Linked DNA regions of Sus scrofa: region 1 is linked to region 2. A link is a contact called in public Hi-C data. All regions are on one chromosome and are shown on one strand. Each heading gives the region's core, a stretch centred on a gene start, on an enhancer-like site or on the middle of the called end of the contact. The rest is flanking DNA. Distances are from core to core; before and after follow the strand shown.

What was found. A called contact is a pair of places that touch in the nucleus more often than the background predicts.
Region 1: a Hi-C map of skeletal muscle shows a contact between it and region 2, with 5 times the contacts expected there. The contact joins two enhancer-like sites. A contact is called at or near these places in 3 of 47 Hi-C or Micro-C datasets (embryonic fibroblasts, heart right ventricle and skeletal muscle) and 1 of 2 datasets of contacts at active chromatin or transcription factors (skeletal muscle).

Annotation. Positions count from the first base shown.
Region 1 is chr7:85,889,902-85,892,893 of Sscrofa11.1, reverse strand. No RefSeq gene overlaps it. Among named protein-coding and RNA genes, the nearest start is that of RGMA, 30 kb to the left of the region's middle. Within about 2 kb of position 1,428, at least 19 of the 83 cell types and tissues checked have an H3K27ac peak or open chromatin away from gene starts, as enhancers often do. A contact at or near this core is called in skeletal muscle, where this site is marked.
Region 2 is chr7:85,817,988-85,821,231 of Sscrofa11.1, reverse strand. No RefSeq gene overlaps it. Among named protein-coding and RNA genes, the nearest start is that of RGMA, 100 kb to the left of the region's middle. Within about 2 kb of position 1,696, at least 3 of the 83 cell types and tissues checked have an H3K27ac peak or open chromatin away from gene starts, as enhancers often do. A contact at or near this core is called in skeletal muscle, where this site is marked.

The DNA.
Region 1 (2,992 bases), core at 179-2,678, 72 kb before region 2:
AGGCTTCCACTACAGAGAAGAATATGGAGGGTCCTAAAAAAAACCGAGTTGTCATAAGATCCAGCAATCTCAATCTTGGGTATATATCCAAAGAAAATACTAATTCAAAAAGATACATTGCACCCAGTGCTTGTTGCAGCACTATTTACAATAGCCAAGACATGGAAGCAACATAAATGTCTATCAACAGAGGCTCAGATAAGGAAGATGCAGTACATATATGCAATGGAATATTACTCAGCCATAAAAAAGAACAAAATAATGCTATTTGCAGCAAGATGGATGGACTTAGAGATTATCATAAGTGAAGTATGCCAGACAAAGAAAACAAATATCCTGTGTTATTGCTTATATGTGGACTCTAAAAAAATGATATAAATGAATTTATTTATAAAACAGACTCACAGACATAGAAATCAAACTTATGTTACCAAAGGGGAAAGGGAGGGATAAATTGGGACTTTGGGACTAACAAACACATTACTATATATAGAATAGATGACCACAAGGACCTGCTGGGTAATATAGGGAATTATACTCAATATTTTATTTTGTAATAACCAATAAGGGAAAAGAATCTGAAAAAGAGCATATATATATATATATATATATATATATATATATATATAGAGAGAGAGAGAGAGAGAGAGAGAGAGAGAGAGAGAGGGAGAGAGAGAGCTGAATCACTTTGTTGTACACCTGAAAATAGAATGACATTATAAATCAACTATACTTCAAAACATTTTTAAAAAGATGCACAGGCTACTGAGAGGGTCTTATAGGGAGTGATTCTAGAGTGGTAGATCACTACTGGCTATAGGGGAAGAGGGCTTAGGGTGGATTTTTTGGACACCCCTCAAATGTCCTGGTAGAAGCTGCCCAGCTGACGCTGGCTTGGGAAATTCAAACTGACAAACTGATGTTTTCCCCACCGAACCTCCTTTGTTAGTGGTGAAAACGGAAAATGAGCATTTGGGAAGGATGACCTTTATGAGAAACTTTGGGGTAATGCCTTAGGGTGAGACTCAAGACAGAGTTAAAAACAGAATTTTGGCCCTTTCTGTCTGGAACCATCACTGTGCATTGAGGACTGGAGAAAATAATGTAATTTGATTGTTCCATTGGGTCATTTCTGGGAATATGAAGACATTTTCCCAAAACTGGAAGTCTGTATGCATTGGGAGAGTATCTTGATGCTGGGTCCTGTGTCCTTCTTGGCCTCCCCCTCCCTGGCCCCCTGCTCCATCAGCAGATGCGAGTTTCCCTTGAAACTTGACTTAATTGGAGGTGACCCCGATTTTTCTGCAGTGAACTCTGTTAGGGTTGAAGATGCATTTGGCTGCTCAAGAACCCCCCCCAGCCTGCCTTTCCTCACTGCATTGCACTTGGCAGATGTCTTTTGCGAAAGGAATGTGAGAATTTCCCTTTTCATCATGTCAGATCATCTGGCTTGGGCCTGGCCCTGCCCCAGGAGCCCAGCGGACACAGCTGGAGCAGGGAGGGGCCCGGCTGGTGGCTGAGCTGGGAGTCGTGGCCTTCTCTTGGCTTGAAGGCCATGGTGGAGCAGGGCTGACCAAGGCCAACGCCTCCCACGGGGTGGGGGACGGTGCCCAGCCTGACACACAAGTGGAAGGAGGTGGGGCACAGGGAGGCCTCTTCCTGCTCCTCTGCTCTAAGCTCTGTGATTATGGCTGTGAACTCTCCCACAGTGTCTGGCTACTTGACTAGGAGACCTCCAAGATAAGTCACTTCTGCGCTGGGGGTCGGGGGGACCAGGTTTTGGGTGGCCCGAAGTTTGTACGATTTTTGGAATCCTCTTTGAAAAGATGAAATTACAAACACAGAATTCAGTACAGGGCCTTAGAAAGGGCCCTTGCGAGGGAGAGGGCCTGAGGTCTGAGTTGCCTCAGTGTTGTGGTGAATCTGCCATTTCCGTATCTGTTCTAACAGGAAGAACATGCAGACATGAAGGCTGGGAGGATATTTTGGATCTGGTTTTGGTTGTCAACTTATGAACCTACCATCACAGGGCCACCTGATGGTCAGGGCAGCCTGGTCAGGTGGGAGAGGGTGGGGCTGAGGCCCGGAGGGCCTGGGTGTGTTGGGACACCCATGGGGGCTAGGATGCGCTCAGAGGAAAGTCTGGGAGACCGTCCAAAGTCAGCAGACAAGGTCAACCAAAATGCTAAGTGCGGAGTTGTAGGACATAATTCAGACAGGCCAGATTTTTGTTTGCTAGATTTTGCACAATAGGTTAGAGGTTGAGGATTATCATTTCAGAGCCTCCTGATCTGGATTTAGGCTGAATTGTCTCTCCTTGTCCTGGTGGCTATGTCATTTCTTTAGCTGCAGATACTGACTTCTAGGAGACTGATTCCTTTTAAAAGCAGACAGGTGCCGAGCCTGAGTCTGTCACTTCTCAGCTTTGAAATTCACACTTCTTCATCTCTAAGACTCATGTTATACTTGTTTCCGAAAAGTTGCGATGATCAAAAACATTGAGACAGGTGAAGGCCTATACTAGAATTCTAAACACAATTCTTTTCAAACCAGAGTAAGTAGACACATTTAGTAAGAATTTGCCACTTACAAGCTTGATCTAATAGACGCAGGTGGAGCCCTGCAAACCGAGACAATGCATACTTCTCAGGCCCACATAAACATTTCTATAAATTGACCACATTCTCAAAGTCTCAAGTCCTAGGTCATGTATCCCACAGATCCATTCCTTGCAACTGCCCTTGTATTCATGGGATAAACCCAGCAACCTCGCTGAATTCACTTATTCATGTACCCTGTCAATACCCACAGTTTTTTTTTTTTTTAATTTTTTCCCACTGTACAGCAAGGGACCACAGTTCTTGAGAACTCATTGTCAAGTGAAAACAGGAAGCTGCAGAATATAAATCTAATGTGATACCAATTACCTAAAATTTAAAACACACAAAGTTATTTGGTTTTTTATGGATAAACACTTGGATTAGTAAAAGCA
Region 2 (3,244 bases), core at 447-2,946:
AGGACTTGTAGAAGTTTTTCTCTCCCATTATTTGAAAAAGATGTCCAGAAAAAGCCATACAGAATTATGATCCTACTGGCTACTATGGCTGGGATTTCATGTAAGAATTCTTAAACTTTGGTGGTGGATATGAAGAAGGGACACAACTTCATTGAATACAGTGCTCTCCAAAGCTGGCCAGTCATCAAAATCACCTGGGGTGCTTATTTAAATCACAGATTCTTGGATCTACCCTTGGAAATTGTGATTCACTAGGTCTAGTCCTGGGTCCTGGAATCTATATTTTTAATAATCTCCCAGGGGATTCTAATGATTAACTGAGTTTAGGAAACAGGATCTCACAACTGAAGAGCCTTGGGGATGGTAGTAGGCAGGACAGAGGGGAGGGTCCCAGGTGTTTCCCTGTAGGGGAGGTAGAGATGGTGAGAACAGAAATGGGGAGTTTTGAAAGTAGGACTGACCACTCTGGAGACTTTTTTTTTGGTCTTTTCTAGGACTGTACCCATGGCAAATGGAAGTCCCCAGGCTAGGGGTTGAATCGGATCTGCAGCTACTGGTCTACACCACAACCATAGCAACACCAGATCCAAATTGCATCTGTAACCTATACTACAGTTTGTGGCAATGCTGGATCCTTAACCCACTGAGCAAGGCCAGGTATTGAACCCGAGTCCTCGTAGATGCTAATTGGGTTCATTACTGCTGAGCCACAATGGGAACTCCCAGCTCTGGGGATTTTTTAAACACAAAGAGCAAAGGCATAAACTCCTCATGAGGACTGAGACGTGGAGCACGTGAGGCTTGGCAGCTCCCTTTCAATCCCTGGTCCTCAGTGTTGGTGTTGAACTGAAGAGGCTGGGCTTCTAAGGGACTTTTCCAACTGTGGGAGCCCAAAGCCACAATGGTGGAGGGGGTAGCTGAGTGGGTAGAAGTCCAGGATTTGCCTCAGCCTATGCTCCCTAGAGCTCCCAACTCTATCTGCTTTATATTGAGGTCTCTTTTAAGATTTTCGATTAGAAAAAATGTCTTCTGCTGCCAAGAAGTTTGAAAATCTCCAAACTAGATGACCCTACAGTTCTAAAAAGCCATTTAAGTTTGTGAACTAAGGCCAGGGGGAGGAGGAACAGTCCAGAACATGGGGTTGAGTGGATTAGAAGGACCATCCAGAGTGGACATTTTAGAACTTATTTTATTCTGAGGGCTGACCCTTTGGGTTGTGGCAGTAGCTCCCAATTTTCATCTCAGAATCAGTGTACTGCCCAAGTCAACTCAGAGTGACCTCCAGGAAAATTCTGGCCGCGTTCCCATCAGTTTCTTATATTACGTGCACTGGGGGAAGACCCTCCCTTCCCAGGACCCGGAAGCCCAGAGAAATCATGGAGGTTCCTACGCTCAAACTTTGGTCATGTCTTGCTGTTTGAAAGTTTTCAACAATAGGGTATGTTTAACCTTCTTTCAGCCTCCTTTCAAGCTGGGAATTTAAGGTGTTTTCTGAATGCTGAGCAAACAAAGCTTGGGCTAACTTGCTGCTTTGATCTCTGAGAATTCATAGGAGCAAGAAGGGAGGAGATGGGCCAGGGGCCCTGGAGGAATTAACTGTGAAAACCTGGCCAGGCTTTGTTGGATAGGGAAGCTGGGGTGGGGTGTCGGGTGTCTGGGGAACAGATGTGAGCCTGATTTGATCTTCTGCAGCTGCAGACAGAGGTTTGCCAGAGGTGACTGCGAGTTCCCACAGCGGCCGTAAGTCCTCTCTGTGTAGCCCACCAGTGAGTGGTCTCTCCTCCCACCGGAGCTGGAGTTAGCACAGGGCTTTTGCAATTTGATTCCAGCGACTATGTAACAGATTGGAGAGAGAAAAGGTTTCTTCTGAGAAGCCAGGGATTTGATGGGTTTTATCTCTGTGTTATTACATTCATTTCTAAACATTCCAGAGAGGTGATGGAGGGACAAAACCAGCCTTCCTCAGTAACCTTTTACTGCTTTGTGATCTCAGTTAAAATGATGGGCAGGGCAAGGTGGGGTTGGGTCAGAAAAGGAGCAACTTCCTCCAGAGCAGCATGTCCCTGAGGTTTTTTTTTGTTTTTGGTGCGGAATGCTTGTCCCAAGAAAAATGTTCCGAAAGGTTCATGATCCAACAGGTTTGGGACATTCTGCATGTTGTGTTTTCCTCTGGATTTTTATAACACACATTTGAACACTAGAGGCTCTGAAATGTCCTTTAGTCAAGAGTAAGTCGTCTTTGACTTTGTTGAACAGAAAACTTCTCAAACTTACTTGACCAGGAAAGCATCACCTTTTTTGTTGGGGCAGGAGCACCACTTAATACCAAGTGGTTCAACCGCCAGGAAAGGCTGGTCTGCAGGTTGGGGAAATAGAGCATTCTGCGTGGTGCCCACAGAGTGGGGGTTCCTGAAGCTTCTCCTTTGGTCCTTGGTGGCATCAACCACCTGGGAGTTCTTCCTAGGGAACCCACTCCTCTGCATTATTCTAGTTAGAGTTGCTCTGCTTTTGATTTCAATTTGGAGAGAAACATCTATTAGCTGAAACATGGTTGAGTCAAATTCCCACAGAGAGGAAAACATTTCAGAACTTTAGAATGAGTCCATTTCTAATCTGCAGCTCCATATTTCTTCCTAGAGAAAGAGCCAGAAGTGGTGAGAATGTGGCATCTCCTGGCCACAGTAAATGAGTCAGGAATGGGCAGTTGATCCATTAACCAATCAAGCCTCAATAAATCTTATCTTGGGACTTTGGGTTGAGCCACTTTTAAGCAAGTACTGTCTTTTCTACGGCACTTGTGAAGGTGGGAGCCTGTTGAGATCCAACCAAGGTGCATGAGGGAGACCCTGATAAAGGAAACAGCCGAGAGATGGAGACAGATTGGATTTTGTTGAGTCATTTGGGGACTTGGATCCAACCAAGCCTGAAGTCTGTGCTATTGGTGATGCCACTCTGAGTGGAGTTTTCTGCTATTTGAAACTTGAAGTGTCTTTACCAATACAGTCCTCATCAGAGAACGTCTCTTGGACTAAACTTTTCAGATGACAAGAATTTTTTCTTTTTTAAAAAAATTCAAAAAATGTTTAAGGTGTACAGCAAAGTGGTTCAGTTATACATATACACATCTATTCTTTTTCAGATTCTTTTCCATTCTAGGTTATTACAAGATATTAAATAGAGTTTCCTGTGCTATACATAGGTCCTTGGTTTTTTATCTACTTTATAGGTGGTAGTGTATATCTCT